Linked DNA regions of Sus scrofa: region 1 is linked to region 2. The links are chromatin contacts, called in public Hi-C maps. All regions are on one chromosome and are shown on one strand. The core of a region is the stretch at or near the end of the contact, and the rest is flanking DNA. Distances in the headings are between cores, read along the strand shown. Region 1 holds the start of ZNF581 (zinc finger protein 581). Region 2 holds the start of BRSK1 (serine/threonine-protein kinase BRSK1).

The links. A called contact is a pair of places that touch in the nucleus more often than the background predicts.
Region 1: a Hi-C map of liver shows a contact between it and region 2, with 4 times the contacts expected there. The contact joins the promoter of ZNF581 here to the promoter of BRSK1 in region 2. A contact is called at or near these places in 4 of 47 Hi-C or Micro-C datasets (fetal skeletal muscle, liver, mesenteric adipose tissue and 1 more).

The regions. Positions count from the first base shown.
Region 1 is chr6:59,739,725-59,744,078 of Sscrofa11.1, forward strand. It overlaps ZNF581 (zinc finger protein 581), which reads left to right and starts at 1,688. Exons shown (of 5, transcript XM_021095062.1): 1 at 1,688-1,771; 2 at 2,889-2,962. It overlaps ZNF784 (zinc finger protein 784), which reads right to left and starts at 1,641. Exons shown (of 2, transcript XM_003356071.4): 1 at 1,528-1,641; 2 at 1-152. The coding sequence starts at 1,605.
Region 2 is chr6:59,465,855-59,470,091 of Sscrofa11.1, forward strand. It overlaps BRSK1 (serine/threonine-protein kinase BRSK1), which reads left to right and starts at 2,435. Exons shown (of 19, transcript XM_021094996.1): 1 at 2,435-2,935. The coding sequence starts at 2,800.

The DNA of each region.
Region 1 (4,354 bases), core at 438-2,937, 270 kb after region 2:
ACCAGCCGGAAGACAGCTGGGCACAAGGCACAGTGGAGAGAACCTGGCTCTGGGGGCTCAGGTACCAGCGTGGTGTCGGTCACCTTCACCACCTGGATCTCGACGAGGTCGCTCGGGGGGGTGGCCGGGCGGCCATCATCAGGCACCAGGACCTGGGTGAGGGGGAGAAGAAACAGAGGAGCCTGTGGCCTCTGCCTCAAGGCCTCCCCACCTGATTATTAAAACACCTCCCTTTTGTAGCATGCTGGATCCCTCGATTTCTAGATTCAGCTCTCCGCTGCTTCCCCGGCCCGGGATTCTGTTACGTGCCTTTGAAGACTTCCCCTCCCGTCTGAAATGGTCCACAGATCCAGCCATCTCTCTCCTCCATCCCAGTGAAAAGCCAATTACCTCACTGCACCTTTTTTTTTTTTTTTTTTTTTTTTGAGGGGGCCTCCCTCGCAGCAGGCCTATGATCCTGGGCCAGGGATTGAACCCGTGCCACAGCAGCGACCCAAGGTGCCACAGCAGCGACCCAAGGTGCCACAGCAGCAACGCAAGCTGCCACAGCACCAACGTGGAATCCTCGGGCCACTGGGGAACTTCATAAGGCAAACATTCTTTGCCAAGTGTCCTGAACCTCTGACTGCCTCTGGTCCTCTGCCTGGCTCCCTCATAACCCATTTTCCCAAAGCAGCCTTAATGACCTTTTGAAAACGGGAACAGATGGAAGTCATTTTCCCATTCGCAACCCTCCCATGACACCCACTGCACTTAAAATCCAAAGCCTTAATTCATATCCATCACGATCTGCCTCCCGCTTATCTCTCTGGCCCCAGTGTAAATATAAGCCGGCACACAGCTGACTTCTCTCTCGACTAAATTTAGCTCCCCTCCGCGCCGCTCTATCAGCTCACTCTTTATCGAACATAACACAATAAGACTTCTTTATTGTCTCTCTCCTCTTCTGGGCTGCAAGCTCCAAGAGGATAGTTTATTTGCCGCCTTCACCTCTCCATCTGTCTAGCCCAAGTGGGAGCACAGTAAATGTCTGCTGAATGAAAGACTGTCCTCAGATACGCTCTCAGCCTGAGTGGGGTCCAAAGGCAGCTGGAGCAGGCACTTCTGCCCCCAAATCCTCTCTTGGGTAGCACTTAGACTCTTGCAGAATCATCCCCCTACCCCGAAGTGGGTGACCCAACCATAACCCCACACCCTTCTCTTCCAGGGTCACCTTCCCAACCTTCCACCCAGGTTCCGGAACCCTAAAATTCATGAGGTCCCGCCCTCTGAAGGCTCCGCCCCCTCATTAGACAAACTCAATCCCTCGGACTCCTCGCTCGGGTGGATCCCTCTCCAGTTCTGACTTGGCCCGCCCACCCTCCTCCTCCGGCCACGCCCCTCCAACCTCACACCGCCCCCACGAGAAGCCCCGCCCCCAGGGCCATAGCCCTAAATACCTCCCCCGCCCAGCTCTAAGCCCCACCCCCACCCCTGCGACCTCCTGCCGCCTAGAGCCCCCGCGCCGGGGCCCTTCCTCGCCCGCACCAGGTCCGGAGGTTCCGGGGATCGCGGCTCCGGGCCCGCTGAGCTCAGACTCGGCGACTCCGGGCGCGCGGCAGCCATCTTGTCCCCAGGCCCCGCCCCCAATGCCAGAGGTCAATCCGGAGGGGGTGGGGCCTAGGCTGGCGTCGGGGCCCCGCGCAGGCGGCCTGGAGGAGGGGCGGGGCTTCCCGGGAGCTGGCTCTCTCCATCCCCAGGGAGAAAGTGGTGAATTTCTTCCTAATTGCCTGTCAGTGCCCCCAAGAGACAGCCTGCGTGGGGCGCTGGGGTGGCTCTGAGCTAATTCTTTTGTGTACGTGTCTTTTTAGGGCGAACCCGCAGCGTATAGAGGTTCCCAGACTAGGAATCGAATCGCAACTGCACCTGCCGGCCTGCACCACAGCCACAGCAACGCTGGATCCTTAACCCCCTGAGCGGAACCACGGATCCCTCCTGATTTTGTCGGGTTCGTTTGTGCCAGGCCACGACGGGAACTCTCCTGTGAGCTAATTCTAATTTCTTTTTTTTTTTTTTTTTTTTGGTCTTTTTGCTATTTCTTGGGCCGCTCCCACGGCATATGGAGGTTCCCAGGCCAGGGGTCTAATCGGAGCTGTAGCCACAGGCCTACGCCAGAGCCACAGCAACGCGGGATCCGAGCCGCGTCTGCAACCTACACCACAGCTCACGGCAACGCCGGATCGTTAACCCACTGAGCAAGGGCAGGGACCGAACCTGCAACCTCATGGTTCCTAGTCGGATTCGCTAACCACTGCGCCACGACGGGAACTCCCTAATTTCTCTTTTTAATCTCCATGAGTAGGCTCTGGCGGTCACTTGACACCAGAATTGAACAACCTTTGTTGTGTTCACACTACACGTTTTTGTGGTCACCTACTCCCTGGTTCGAGATAACTCAGTGAGGCAAAGGTTACAAATGTAAGGACTTTTAAGTCCCTTTGCAAAAATATACTGAACCGACTGCCACACTAGTGGTACTGGGATTCATTAGCAAGTATCCACAGGTTGTGTGAAGTTTGGGAAATGCGCCTTTGAAGGCAAGAGCCCAAGGGCAGGGGTTTTCGGCAGTTACAAGGACAGGGCTGAGGGCTCAGCTGTCCAGTTACTCGTTCCTTGGCCCGGCTGTGTGACCTTGGAGAGGTCATCGCGCTACTTCTGACCATGCCTGCATTTATGCATACATCTGTAGAGGGTTGCGAAACCCACTAAAACAGAGAGATGCGAGATCGCTGGAACACTCTTAAATTGTTTTCCTGGAAGGGCAGGGTGGATGACTGAACGTGACGATCATGCGCAAATTCGGTTCTCCCTCTTTAGGGAACATGATAGGGTTGTATTTTCCTTTGCAGTTAGACGTGGCCACGTGGTTTTCTTTGCCCAGTGAAATGACAGTGGAAGCGGTAGGTGTCCACTTCAGCACAAGGTAAGAGTCTGCTGAAATGTTCACCGCTTTTTGTTCCTGCTTGGGAATCTGTTTCCATTAGACGAAATTCCAGGGTGTGTGACCAGAACCTGGTGCAAGTCTTCCTCGGATAGATAGCATTTAAAATACTCATTTGGGGAGTTCTCTTCGTGGCTCAGTGGTTAACAACCTGACTAGGATCCATGAGGATGCATGTCTGATCCCTGGCTTTGTGCAGTGGGTTAAGGATCCGGCGTTGCCGTGAGCTGTGGTGTAGGTTGCAGACGTGGCTCAGATCCCGCGTTGCTGTGGCTCTGGCGTAGGCCGGCAGCTACAGCTGCGATTCACCCCCTAGCCTGGGAACCTCCATATGCCGTGGGAGCAAAAAAAAAAAAAAAAAAACAAAAGAAAAGAAAAATTCAGAAGTATATAAATAGCTCCCTGTACTCCTTAATGAACTTAAACCATACAACTTTACAGATGCAATCTCAGCCATCTGTGTAACATCCCCTTCTCTTGCCTCCTTCCCCTTATGAGATTTTGCATTTCCTTTCTTACTTTCTTTCTTTTTTTTTTTTTGTCTTTTTTTGCTATTTCTTGGGCCGCTCCCGAGGCATATGGAGGTTCCTAGGCTAGGGGTTGAATCGGAGCTGCAGCCATCGGCCTACGCCAGAGCCACAGCAACGCTGGATCCGAGCCGCGTCTGCGACCTACAGCACAGACCACAGCAATGCCGGATCGTTAACCCACTGAGCAAGGGCAGGGACCGAACCCGAAACCTCATGGTTCCTAGTCGGATTTGTTAACCACTGCGCCACGACGGGAACTCCCGAGATTTTGCATTTTCTGTTTATCATTCCCACACATGTCTTCTTTGGTTTGCTCCGTACATGAAATGATGCCATATTGTTCTGCTTATGCTAACACTTTTGGGATAAATGATATCACTTCAGGGGAGTTCCTGTCGTGACGCCGTGGTTAACGAATCCGACGAGGAACCACGAGGTTGTGGGTTCGATCCCTGGCCTTGCTCAGTGGGGTAAGGATCCGGCGTTGCCGTGAGCTGTGGTGCAGGTCGAAGACGCGGCTCGGATCCCGCATTGCTGTGGCTCTGGCATAGGCCGGCGGCTGCAGCTCCGATTCGACTCCTAGCCTGTAACCTCCATATGCCGCAGGATCGACTCAAGAAATGGCAAAAAAGACAAAAACAACAACAACAACAACAACAAAGATATCACTTCAGTGTAACCTTCTCTAGCTCCCCCAGCTCCCCAACACACACACACACGTTTTTACATTTGTAAACATCAGTGCTTGTAATCGAGTCACTGTCAGTACCGGTGTGATGTCCTGATCACGGTCAAGCCACCTTGCATTTCTTCCTTCTCCTGTTGATGGGCATTGGTTTGGGTC
Region 2 (4,237 bases), core at 1,185-3,684:
AAGTCCCTCTATCTACAATACTATTTACATATATTATTATACATCATACCATATAATATGTATGTACATATAACATGTCATTGTATATGACATGACATTTTTATACCTGTGATAGAATGGTAGCCTAGATGAGAACACCTCAGAGTTACCCTACAAAAGCGATAGCCTTTCCAATGACCTGTAAGAAGGGTGATAGTATAACTTTCCATCCATAGCAGGACACACAGAGTGACAACGAATCCTATTAATTATTCCAGAATAGGAGTTCCCATCGTGGCTCAGTGGCTAACGAATCCGACTAGGAACCATGAGGTTGAGGGTTCGATACCTGGCTTCGCTCAATGGGTTAAGGATCTGGCGTTGTTGCCGTGAACTGTGGTGTAGGTCGCAGACGTGGCTTGGATCATGCATTGCTGTGGCTCTGGTGTAGGCCGGCAACTACAGCTCTAATTCGACCCCTAGCCTGGGAACCTCCATATGCCGCAGGTGCGGCCCTAGAAAAAGGCAAAAAAAAATAATAATAATAATAATTCCAGAATACCAGCCATAAACCAGACCAGAGGGTCACGCTGCTTCTAAGGCCCTATGTGATCTGCCTCCTCATCTCATCGCCTTCCGACCACCCTGGCCCTTCCACTTTCCGATAACACACCAGGCACACACCTGCCACAGGGCCTTTGCACAGCTGTTTCCTCTGCCTGGAAGGCTCCTGACACTTTATCCACCTGCCTCTGAGGCGCCTCTTCCCTCAATGTCCCTTCGTGGCGGAGGCTTCTCGGCACTATGTGCAAAGTCACATCCTGCTCAACTTACACTCCCCGTCCCCCTTCCCTGCCCTCGTCGCCTCTGCATCCCCCATGGCGACTCTGTAACATATCTTGTGTTTTGATCATTTCTCACCTGCCTCATCCTTTGCAGGGGGAGCTCCCCAGGACAGGGATCTTGGTTGACTTGGCTCACTGCTCTACCCTCACCACTTGGAAGAGCACGTGGCTCAGATTTGGCACTCATGGTAGATTCACGGAATGAACGTGCTTGACCAGCGGACTTAAGGCTCACGGGTACGCTCTATAGGCGATTTGGGCATGACACGGGTGCCTGACAGAGCCAAATTATGTGGAAGTCTGGCTGTGCACAGGTCCATGGATGGGCAGTGGAGCAGACAGTATATTGCAGCCCGTGTGAAGATCTGGGGGAGGCTGTGTTGGGCACAAGGAAGAGACAGGGACCTGAAAAAAAAAATACACAGGGGCCTCAAGGGCTTCTGGAAGTTTCTCTGTAGGAGGATGGAGGATCCTAAATGGACATGTGGATCCAAGATGATCTAAAAACATGCACCCTGGCCTGTGGGTGGCTAGGGGACCCTGATGCTTGTGGGGAAAGGGGGCCTGGGTGGGCAGCTTGGGGGTCTGGAGAGACAGAGATGAGTCTTGGATCAGCAAAGCCCCCAGTTCTTTCCCTCTGCCTCCCCCATCCTCTGCCCTCCAATCTGTGCCATCTCCCCCCAGCTTCTAGCCCTTCACCTCTGTGTACCCCCCATCTTTTGCGGTCCCCGCCTCTGTTCCTCTTTGTCTCTCTTTGTCTGTCTCCAGCTCTCCTTCTACCTGGCTCTGTTTTGTTCTCTGCCGCCCCCAGCCCCGTGCCCCTTTCCAATGCTCCCTCAGGTGGTTTTCCTCCTGCTCTCTGACCCCGCATCCTTTCCCTGCCCTCTCCCCCGCTGTGCCTCGCCTGTGACATCTTGCCCCTCTCTGCCCCATCCCTCTCTTTTTCTCCATTTCTCTCCCCCACTGCTCTGTCTCTCTCGGCTGTCCCCTCCTTTCCTTAAGGTCTCTCCCCGTCTCTGGCTCTGTTTTCTGGGTTCGTCTCTTCCCATCTGTCTCTCCATGGCTCCCTGCCTCCTTTCTCCCGCAACACCCTGTCTCTCCAGCTCTCTTGCCTCCGTCTCCATCTCTGTCTCTGGGTTTCTCCACCTCCCTGTCTCTCTGTCCCCCTGCTCTCCTTTCCTTCTTTCTCTCCTGTCTCTGCCCACCTGGACGTGTGCCCCAATCTCCCTCTTTCGCCCCAGCCCTGTTTCTGCTGGGCTCCATTTCCCCCCACCCCCCACCCCGCCGCGGTCCGTCTCTTTTCCCAACTCGACTCGGATGGATTTCATTTCCCTTTGTGTAGCTCCAGCTCTGCCCCTGCCTCGCTGCGCCGCATCGCTCTCCCTCCATCCTGTCTCCTGCATCCTTCCATCCCTCCCAGCATCCTCCCACCTCCTCGCCATCCCTCCAGCTCCCAGGCCCGCCCCCTGCCCCGCTCCCCCCTCCCCCCTCCGAAAGGGTTAACTTTGGGGAAGGGCCCGGAGTCCCCGGATGGTGATGTCAGCGTGCCGGAGAGAAAGGACGAGGTGGCGGGGGGAGGCGGAGAGGAGGAGGAGGCGGAGGAGAGAGGGCGCGTGGGGGGGCGGGGGGACCTCGGCCTGCAGCATCCGCCGGCCCGCACCTCAGACCCCCCCGGCGGGGGGAGGCGCAGGAAGAGAGGGGCCGGCCAGAGAAGGCCTGGGGAGGGGGGGCCGCGCAGCCCCCCCCGGGCCATGCTGACTCCCGGGGCCTGACCCCCCCGGGCCAGCCCCCCCTCCCCCAGCTTCGCGGCCCGCCGACTGGGGGGGCCCGGCCCAGCCCCCTGGGGACCCCCGGAGAGGTGGGGGGCAGCCGGGGGGGCCGGGACGGAGCGGTCGCCGGCCCCCACCGGAGGGACGGGGCTACCGGCCGCAGGGGGGGCGGCCGGGGGGCCGGTCGGGCCGGTACCAAGGGCATCATGTCGTCTGGGGGCAAGGAGGGGGGCGGGGGCTCCCCCGCCTACCACCTCCCGCACCCACACCCACACCCACCCCAGCACGCCCAATATGTGGGCCCCTATCGGCTGGAGAAGACGCTGGGCAAAGGGCAGACAGGTGAGCCAGGGGAGGCGACACCGGGGGCCGGGGGCGAGGGGAGATGAGGGGCAGAGGGCGGGACTCCTGGGGATTCAAACGGCAAAGGCTGGCTACCCAGACCCCTGAGAGAAGGGACTCGGGATCTAGACTGCCTGGTCCCCACGATGGAGGTGGGTGAGGGCTCAGACTCTGGGGTCCTGGGGAGGAGGAGGCCCGGGGATCAGAGCTCCTGGGGGAAGGTGCTAGGGCCCAAAGGTGTGTGTGGGGGGGTTCTGGGACCACAGTGGGAAAGGGAGGCGGGCCTGCAGCCAGGATCCAGGCCAGGAGCTGAGGTCCTTGCTGCAGTACAGCCGCAGGCTGGGGTGAGGTGCGAGATGAGGGTGCGCCGCGGGAAGCTTCTTCCCTCTGCACGGACCTCTGGCCGAGGAGGGCCTCTGTCCTGGGGAGGGGGACAGGGGAAGTAAGGCTGGGGTCATGGGCTATAGCATTCTGACCCCTCTGCAGCATCCTGGCTCAGGGTGGGCACCAGGACTGGAGAGGTAGAAAGGTGAATTCAGGAGGCAGATCCCTTGGCGGTGGCTGTGGACGTGCAGGCGGGGGTCTTTTCGCTCTGACCTCTCTCCTGCCCGGTGGGAGGTGGGTGTAAGAGGGAGCTGAACACCTGTGTCCTGGTCAGGAAGTTCAGGATTGAGCCTCTGGTCTCTATGAAGCTGAGGGCCAGGCCCGGGAAAGGGTCAGACCCCATATCCTAGTGCCAAAAGTGTGAAGGTGTTGTTGACCTGATTCCTGAGTTGTGGGGAAGGAAGGGGTTGCAGGCCTGCCTTTGGGGGTCTGAGGGCGGAGGGGCTGGGCATCTGAACTCCTGGGTCTGTGGCTTTGGGGCTTTCCCTTGGGGAGGGGGCACACTCAGGGTTTGCATGTTCCCAGCTGCAACTGTTATGAAACGAGCAAAGAAGGGGATGGAGAGGCCGGGGTTTGAGAGGAAGTGGAGGAGGATGGTCTGGGAGAAGGGCAATCATAAGATTATATTCCTTGGGAGACATGGTGTCTCTGGAAGATGAAAGGGCAGAGAGATCAAGGAAGTGATGGCTTGAGAGAGAGAGAGAGAGAGGTTTGTTTGAAGGAGGCAGACTGGAGAACACAGAACTCTGGAGACTCAGGCAAGAATATGTGAAGAGATGGACTTAAAAACGGGCACAGCAGGAGGATGGAGCCTCAGGGTGAGACTCAAGGGTGGCTGTGGAGGGAGGGGAGGCAGGTAGGTGGATGGACAATCGGGGAGCAGGAAGAGAACTGTGTTTTGTGGAAATTGTGGCTGCC